Linked DNA regions of Rattus norvegicus: region 2 is linked to region 1. Evidence: chromatin contacts called from public Hi-C data. All regions are on one chromosome and are shown on one strand. Each heading gives the region's core, a stretch centred on a gene start, on an enhancer-like site or on the middle of the called end of the contact. The rest is flanking DNA. Distances are from core to core; before and after follow the strand shown. Region 1 has its middle 21 kb from the start of Tmco5a. Region 2 has its middle 93 kb from the start of Rasgrp1.

Region 1 (4,376 bases), core at 1,162-3,661:
TGAGCTAGAGAGGGGAGACCTTCCCACCTACACAGCTGCCAAGCTCTTTGGGAGCTATGGGGATGTCACTTTTGTGAGTGGTCACTCATGCCGGAGTGGGCATTTTGGTGAAATGGCTGACTTAAGTCATCCCTGTTCATGTAAGGACACACTCACCCCTACTTCCACATGTAACACCAACCAACTCATTGGCTCATGGAGCTACACTTGGCTGGAATCCTGGTGTGGTTTTTGTTTTTTGTTTGTTTTGATCTGTCTGTGCCTTATCTAGGCTGGACAGTAGTTTGTTTGTCCCCAGGAAAAGTCACACAGGAAAAGCAGTCTAAATTCCAGACCCAGATACTATTTGTGTCTATGTTGTGCGCTACAGTAATAGACACTCAATACAAATATATAAGAATAACATAGCTAAGATTATATTGGTTTCCAATGAACTAGTTGTAACATTAAGCTTGATGGATGGGAATGACAGAGTGTATTTTGCAGTTTTGAAGTGTATAAGTCCAAAATCAGTATTACGAGGCTTAAATCAGGGTCTTGGCAAGACCGTAATTCTAGTCTTTTTCTTACCTATTCCAACTTCTTCAGTGCCTTGGTTTATGATAATATCCTGGCTTCAAGGCTGGCACTTTAAACTTGTGTCTGTGACCATCTTGTAAGTACGTGTGTACACATGCCTGTGCCTGTGTGTGTGCATGCATGTATATGAGTGTGTATTTGCATGTATGTATGTGTCTGTGAGTTTGTATGGATGTATGTGTGTGTGTAAGCTGGTTTTCTGCTCAATCCAAAAGGAACTGCTTGTGGCACTCACTTTTCTTCTCAGCTAGAGTGAGATATTGGTGAATCCCAGGTCAGGAAGGGACCTTGTCTTAAAAAAAACAAAAAACAAACAAACAAAAAAAAACAAACCAAAAAAACAAAAAACACCCCAAAACAAAAACAAAACAAAACAAAACTATTGATAACAGCTCCTGAGGAAAGACATTTATGGCGATTAGAAGAACAGCCCCTATAGGCTCAAATATTTGAGTACTTAATCCCCAGTTGGTGGTACTGTTTGGGGGAGTTATGGAACCTTTAGGAAGTCTAGTCTTAATGGGAGAAGTATTATCAGTAGGATGTACATGTGGATGGAAATGTGTCCTACCAACTTCCTGCTGCCACCTGCTGCCATGCCTCTTCTGCCACCAAGGACTCTCTCCCGGAACCATAAGCCCAAATAAACTCTCCCTTCTAGAAATGACCTTTGGATATGGTGCTTTACCTCAGCAATGAAGAGTAACAGAGTCAACCCCTGGCAGTGTTCTCTGACCTCCACATGTACACATGCACACACATACACACAAAGGAAATTTGGTGCTCAAGCAACAATAGAAGATACTAAGTAGAACCAATTGCCTGCCAATTGGCTCAGGGGTCCTACTGTTTCTGCGTCCCTAGAGCTGGGATCACAAGTACCAAGTACCCAACAGCGTCAACACACCCAGCTTCTGAATGGAGATTCAGGGGACATACTCCTGTACTCGTGCTTGAGAAAAGCAGAGCAGGACTGAACTGTCTACACCCCCTCCGGTCTCACTTTAGCATTATTTTGTCTTAAAGTGCGCGTGTGTGAGTGTGTGTGTGTGTGTGTGTGTGTGTGTGTGTGTGTGTGTGTAATTTATGTGCCTTGTATTAGCCAGTGTGAGTATAAGTGCTCTTTGTGTATGCAGGAACCTATAGAGGTCACAAGAGGAAATGGAGTTATAGACTTTTGTGAACTACTATATATAGGTGTTGAGTACTAAACTGGGTCCTCACCTTACCCAGCAGTAAGCCTCCTCTCCACTGAGCCATCTCTCCAGACTCTAATTTAACACTCTTAATGACATTCCTCTAAGCTTTGTAAACATTTAAAGAAGAGCTTTATGTCCCCTCAGAGTCGCCACAGCCAGGGAGTCTTGAGCCCTAGCCTTGGAAGGTACCCACATTGAAGCCTGTTTCTTCAATGCAGCCATACCCGGCAATCACTTGTTTTGCTCCCTTCCACTCATTGCACTAGCAAGAACCCAAAGGCGAGCCTTACTTTGCATTTCTGGCAGGATCTGCAAGCTACCTGATTTCTCATAGGCTTTGAACTCTGGTTCAGGATTTCACCCATTCCACCTTATGGTGCGGCAGGGTTTTCAGACTGAACCAGTGAGTTCTGATTCCCGGGTCAGAAGTGGGTTGTGGACAGGGACTTTTTTCCATTCAGGATTAGTGAGAACGGTTCCTTTTCTGCTTTGAGACCAGTTTTTAGGGAGCTTGCGCCACCGTGTGGAAGAAGTGGGTACAGCCTTCCTCAAGTTGCATAACAGGAATCATCTGCCTTTCCTGTGTTCTCATTTATTTCTTACATGTCTTCTGAGTCACTGCAGAGACACCTAGTAATAAAAATAAGTTTTGCAGCAGTGCTATGTACTGCCGGGCTCACGAGGATCTTCTTCCTCTACAAAATGCGCGACTGAACTGCAGGAAGATGACGGCGGAAGAAACCAGAGGCATCTGGGTATCTGGGCGTAAGATGCCCTGCAAATCACATGTACCCTGTGCATTAACCACAGGGCTTTTCCATTGAGGGAGTCGGGTTTGACTGTCACTCAGGCGACCTTCTGACCTTTATTGCCTAAGGGATACAGGGTGAGTCAGTAGAAAGGAATAGAAGTAAAATGATTCCAGAACACAAAAGAAATTGAGCAAACCTTGTAGTTCATCCCGGTGGAGAGGGAAAGCAAGATGGAATCTTTCCTGACTCATGGGAGGAGGAGGAGGAGGAAGAGGAGGAAGAGGAGAAGGGAGAGGAGGAGGAGGGGAGGAGGGGAGGAGGAGAAGGAGGAGGAGGAAGAGGAGGAGAGGAGGAGGAGAGGAAGAGGAGGAGGAGGAGAAGGAGGAGGAGGAGGACGACGACGACGAGGAGGAGGAAGGGGAGGAGGAGGGGAGGATGGGGGAGGAGAAGGAGGAGGAGGAAGAGGAGGAGAGGAGGAGGAGAGGAAGAGGAGGAGAGGAGGAGGGTGAGGAGGAGGAAAGAATGGACAGTGTGGACAACTCTTCGGCCTGTAGCTCAAGTCCAGGGAGTGTTGGAGGAGTGTCAGTTAGGGGCCTTCCATATGCAGCAGGTCCTATGTCACTGCCGGAAGGCCCCTCTATCCTGCCCCCTCCCCACCCCAGTCCCTTTCTTTGAGATAGGGTCTCACTTGTAACCAAGGCTTGCCTGGAACTTTCAGGAAAGTACAGGCTGCCCTCAAGCTCCTGGTGATGCTCCTGCCTCAGTCTCTTGCACCACTGCACCCTCATGTACCTTCAAGCTTTTTAAAATTGCTTGGTGTGTAGATGTTGGGAGTTGATCACAAAGCAGTGGAGGTACAGGAGCCACTGCTGACGTTGCTCCATCCAGCACCCAGCACAGCACAGGTCAGTGTTCCTTCTCTCTGTGCAGGCCTCCCCAGCCCCAAACAAAAGGGTTTTACAAGTACTTAAATCAAGACACAAGCACAGCCCAAGAAGTCTGGGGACTCATAAGGAAATGGATGTCCTTATATCTTCCTTTAATGAGATGCTGAAGTGATAGTTCTTGGGAGGCAGAGCCAGGGAATCTCTGAGTTTGAGGATAGCCTGGTCTACATAGTCAGTCCTAGGACAGCCAGAGATACACAGAGAAACCTTGTCTCAGAGAGGGAGAGGGGGAGGGGGAGGGGGAAGGGGAGGGGGAGGGAGAGAGAGAGAGAAAAAGAGAGAGAGAGACAGAGAGGGAGAGGGAAAGGGAGGGGGAGAGGGAGAGGGGGAGAGGGAAAGGGAGGGAGGGAGGGAGAGAGAGAGAGAAAGAGAGAGAGAGAGACAGAGAGGGAGAGGGAGAGGGAGGGGGAGAGGGAGAGGGGGAGAGGGAGAGGGAGGGGGAGAGGGAGAGGGAGAGGGAGGGGGAGAGGGGAGAGGAAGGAGGGGGGTAGAGGTAGAGGAAGAGCAAGAGAGAATTCAATTAAAGCTATCCTTGACTAATAGTGACTTTGCTACTAGCCTGTGCTATATAAGATCATGTCTCCCTCAAACAGAAAACAGATGTAGATATCAGTATTTCCAAACATTCCTCTCGGTTAGCTTAGCTTTTTGTGTTTGGAAATGGTTGGTGATGATCTGGAGGGACATTTTGGGGACACAATGTGAAGCTCCCCTCTGCAGAAGATTTTTTTTTTAAATAAAGTGAGACAAAAGGCCAGTGGGCTACTGATGTGAGATGCAGATTCCAGATCCCAGACTTTCAAGCAGCTGAGACCGTGTTAGGTGGTCATTTAGAGATCACATATTTTGTGTGATACCCAAAATTATGTAAGTCCAATCATTTAGATTCAGTTTTCTTT
Region 2 (4,599 bases), core at 868-3,367, 570 kb before region 1:
GTTTCCTCCAGTTCTGTGGGCCTAGTTCGGCCTAGAAAAGACATCTTCTCCTGATTATAATGCTAATCTTCATGGAAATATTAGAGAAATTTTCATTTCATGGAAAAATGACATTAAAAATTGCTTGTGGTTGAGGTTTTGACACTTGGTTTTCTTTTTCAATGCAAAAATGGAGATATATGATGGAGAAGCCAAATTAATGCATATTTGATTAACTAAGGCGAAAATGGACAGGTGTTCTTCATCTACACTTGTGACACTTTTGTTTGCTTTTAATAAATACCTCAAGTTGGATGAATGACATTTTGAAGAAATAAGGGTGATTTAATACTGTATGGAAAACGTCTGAGTTTCTTTATGTCAATATATAACTGATAATCAGTCAAATACACAGGTCACTGGTGAAATTGGTGAGCTTTAAGAAGTATACACCCATATGCCCTAATCTCTAACAAAAGAAGAGACGTTAGCACCATTCCAGAAACACCCCATACCTTTTCTAGCCATTTCTTCCTTCTTCCTCTCCAGAGAACCCACTTTCTGCCTTCCATCACCAAAAACTTGTTTTGCTCAGTTTGTAATTGACATTGGTGAAATCCTATGGCTTGTGCCATAGAGTTTTCTCTTGGTGTAAGAAAACACCATAATCAAAAAGCAGCTTTAGAAGAAAGGGGTTTATTTCATCTTATAACTTGTAGTCCACATCCAGGGAAAGTCAGGGCAGGATCCTGGAGGCAGGAACTGAAGACGAACCAGAGAAGTGCTGCTTACTGGCTTGGGCCCCCTGGCTTTCTCAGGTTGCTCTCCCATGCATCTCAGGGGTGTTACTACCCAGTGGGGGGAGCCCTTCTTCATCAATCATTGAGAAAAGTGCCAACTGAACTTAGTTACCTCGATTAAGATAGTTTAACTTATCCTACCCATTTCCAGCTACCTTTTAGTTTCAACCCATCAAACCACACACACACACACACACACACACACACACACACACACACACACACACACATCTCAAACATCTATGCCACGCCTACAACTTCCCCTCCTTACCAAAAATCAAGACCCACCATCTCTAAGAGGCCTGTCAATGAGTCTCTCACTTGCCTGACTGGCACTCTAACTCTCACAGATTGTCAACAGCCAGATTACAACAGCAAGACTTCATTTATGCACTGCCTTTTGCAGAAGACAAAGTTGTTCCTAGGGATCCATGTAAGGTTTCATAATACCTCAATTCCAAAAAAAAACACGCTCATTCATTTTAAACCTATGTAGAGTTCACACATGATCTGTGGGGTGGAAGCAACAAGAACGTCTTGTTGCAGATTGTTTGGTGAGAGAATGCACCCTCAATGGCTGTTTCCACGGTTGCTGAGCAGATTTCCTCCCAGCCAAGGAAGGAGGAAAGGAGGAGGCTCTCCCTTCACCCATGATATATGCATGAGAGTCTTCCTGAGCTGCATCCCTTTAGTAGAACTAATGGTCAGGAGAAAGCTTAGTGAGCATCAGGTAGGATATGCAAAATAGCTGAAGTAATTTGACACTTCAGGACATTCCTTAGCCTCGAAATTCAAACCAAGACAGGAAGTTGCATTTATCAGGAACCGTGCTATTTGGGAAAGGCAGAGCCAGCACAAAAACTCCCAGTGCCTAGTTTATGATTGGCTTAACTTTATTCAAGATACTAAGTAAGAATAAAGAAAAGTACTGTGCTCTCTCTCTCTCTCTCTCTCTCTCTCTCTCTCTCTCACACACACACACACACACACACACACACACACACACACACACACACACACACGGTGAGGGGAGCTCTGAAATTGTTTTGGCCTCTTCCCACTTGACATAAACAGCTGTTTTCATCTATTGACAGAGAAACAACTACCTTGTGTGACTGTGGAAGGGACACAGGTACGGTCTGTGGTGACTGACTCTTAGTCACCATGATTTCTTTCTCTTTTGCTGCAAGCCAATCTGACTATAGCAGCCACTTCAGTATGAGTAACCTCCGAATCCAGTACAAATGGTCCCAGCCATTTGCAACAGGAAGACTTAGGTCATGTTGTCGGTCTAGATTGTGTGTGCTACAGTCAAAGTTAGAGGAAAATTTTTTCATTGGTGCTTTGCAGCTCTTCACTGCTGTTTGAAGTTGTTTTCCACCGTTGAAGAAGACATTGCCCAGTAAATTTACCTCTTGAAGGGCGTCTGATGCACTGGTACTAAGGGCTAAGAAAATGAACGTGAAAAGAGTCTAGATCAAATGGTTCCTGGATGAAGAATTTTTCTCTCTCTTAGGACTTTTCACTTTAGTTGTTATTCAAACTTATCTGATGTAAAGGCCATACCAGTTTTGGTTTATATTTGGTGGTGGCAGGGGGAGGTGGCTAACAAAAGAGTATTTTGGCTGTAGGAGGGAAATACTAAGAGTCAAAAAGAATTGCATTCTGGTCCCTCTGGTTGGGTGCCTGGGCTCAGAGCTAGCTGGTGCTGACTCAGAGACCAGGACGATGTGTGGAGGGTGTGAGGCCATCAACTCATGGCCCAATGTGCCATCAGGCAAAGGCATGTGGGTGGGCCGCCTGTTCCCACACCTGCTTCCCAGTGTTCATGCATACTGTTCTCACTCCCAGGCAGTGTCCTACCTTCTCAGCACTGCCTGGCAGAGCTGCCTGGCGGTCTTCATAGCCCGGTTTCACTTCTGAAAGCATGTTGTGAGGAAGGAAACATACACAGGAATCTGATACACACACACACACACACACACACACACACACACACATACACTCGCACACATTCTCTCTGTGCGTGTCTCTGTTTGTCTCTCTCTATCTCTCTCTCTTCCTCTCTCGGTCTCTCTGTCTGTACGTGTGTCTCACTGGTTCTCTCACCACCCTGCTTCTTCAAAGTAGTCATGAAAACTGACAGCCTAGGCTGTCAGCTTCCTTCATGATCTGCCTGTAAAGGCTTCTACACTTCATGGCCCATTTGCTCCGGGATTGCTGAAACAACCCACATCTGGTGGGGAAACACCTGCATCTATTTGTTCTTAAGCACTGAAGCAATGGCTCCTTTCTTTGAGCATTTTGCTTATTACCCTTTTTATTATTATTTCTTTTATTTTTTAGATTAAAATAAAATATATCTTTTCCCCCTGTCTAACCTTCCCATTTCCCCTCCTTGTTCTCTTTCAAATTCATGGCCTCTTTTTGCATTATTGTTGTTATATGTATATATGTATGTGCATATATATTCCTAAATATAGCCTACACGGTCTCTAGAATGGCACCTGTAGGTGTGTTATCAAGGCCGAGCCGTTGGTATAGGATACAGCCTGGTACCTTTGCATCCAGAACAGCAGCACCGCATGCTGCCATCCTGGCTCCATGGAGACAGACGAGCCCCCAGAGACATTCTGCTCTGACCACAGAAGAGCACTCTCGCCAAGCGTGTGTGTGTGTGTGTGTGTGTGTGTGTGTGTGTGTGTGTGTGTGAAAGAGAGAGAGAGAGAGAGAGAGAGAGAGAGAGCTATATTGCCCCTGTCTCTCAAAGAAAGACTCCATTTTTTTTCAGCAGTTATTGGTTCAGAAATAAATATATGACCTTATTCTGGCCAATAGAACTAAATGAGATATTTGATAGAATGTCCAAAAATTTCTTTTTCTTTTTTTAAAAGAAAGAGCCACAAACTGGGTTAATATAGAAGCAGCCTGGGCTATGTAAAAGATCCTGCCTAAGGGGAGGAAGGTGAGAGAGATACAGAGAGACAGAAAGAGAGACAGAGAGACAAAAAGACAGAGAGGGAGGATGGAGCTCACAGATGATGGATCTCTCGGGTTTATTCATGAGGAAAAAGTGATCGCGATGACTGCTGACAGCCAGCCCTCAGGCCATGAAGAGAGGATCCATGCTTAAGATGAAGCCAATGCTGGGGAATGCCGTGGAAGAAAGATGAGAATAATGTAGGATCACCTAGTGACTTCAGTAAGGCGTCAAGTGTGCCAACCTGAAGGAGGGGCTTCCTCCTCATAAGCATGTAAGTTGCATGTGAGTGTGAACAGATGTTTCAGTATCCTCACCTGATGCTGGGATCTGTCATGTTTGGTGTCTACAGAACCCTACTATCATGTTTTCATATCTTGAATGATGGTCCAGAGGCATCCCACAGTCGGTCAGCAAACAAAATGCAGGTTCGACTTGTAGTGGATTCAGTGTGGTATCTTGAAGATGGGCACACTCTTTGTCACTGGGAGACCACTGACAGCAGATATCAAGTCCCTTTCTCTTTAATGTTTGCTGTCTTTGTGGCCTATTTTGGACAACCAGGGCAGTGGACATGGCATTGAGTAGCTTTGAGGAAGGACCTTTAAGGGTTCCACATGGAGCTTGTAATGGTCCTTCTCAGAACTCAGCTGCCATCGAGATATATGCCTGCTGTGTGATTGCCTATGCTGTGTGGAAGTCCAAAATTGTCATTGTCATATGTGCACATGTGTGTGTGCATGTGTTTGTGTGTGTGAGAGACAGATAGACAGACAGACAGAAGAGCAATATAGGGACCAAGCATGTGATCCTAGTTTGAGTTAGAATAAGCTCGTTCTA

The links. Hi-C and Micro-C count contacts between places; a contact is called where the count stands out from the background.
Region 2: a contact with region 1 is called in a Hi-C map of mammary epithelial cells, with 3 times the contacts expected there. The contact joins two enhancer-like sites. A contact is called at or near these places in 4 of 12 Hi-C or Micro-C datasets (the Rat2 cell line, liver, mammary epithelial cells and 1 more).

The regions. Positions count from the first base shown.
Region 1 is chr3:124,206,191-124,210,566 of GRCr8, reverse strand. No RefSeq gene overlaps it. Among named protein-coding and RNA genes, the nearest start is that of Tmco5a, 21 kb to the right of the region's middle. Within about 2 kb of position 2,411, at least 38 of the 93 cell types and tissues checked have an H3K27ac peak or open chromatin away from gene starts, as enhancers often do.
Region 2 is chr3:124,774,314-124,778,912 of GRCr8, reverse strand. No RefSeq gene overlaps it. Among named protein-coding and RNA genes, the nearest start is that of Rasgrp1, 93 kb to the right of the region's middle. Within about 2 kb of position 2,117, at least 4 of the 93 cell types and tissues checked have an H3K27ac peak or open chromatin away from gene starts, as enhancers often do.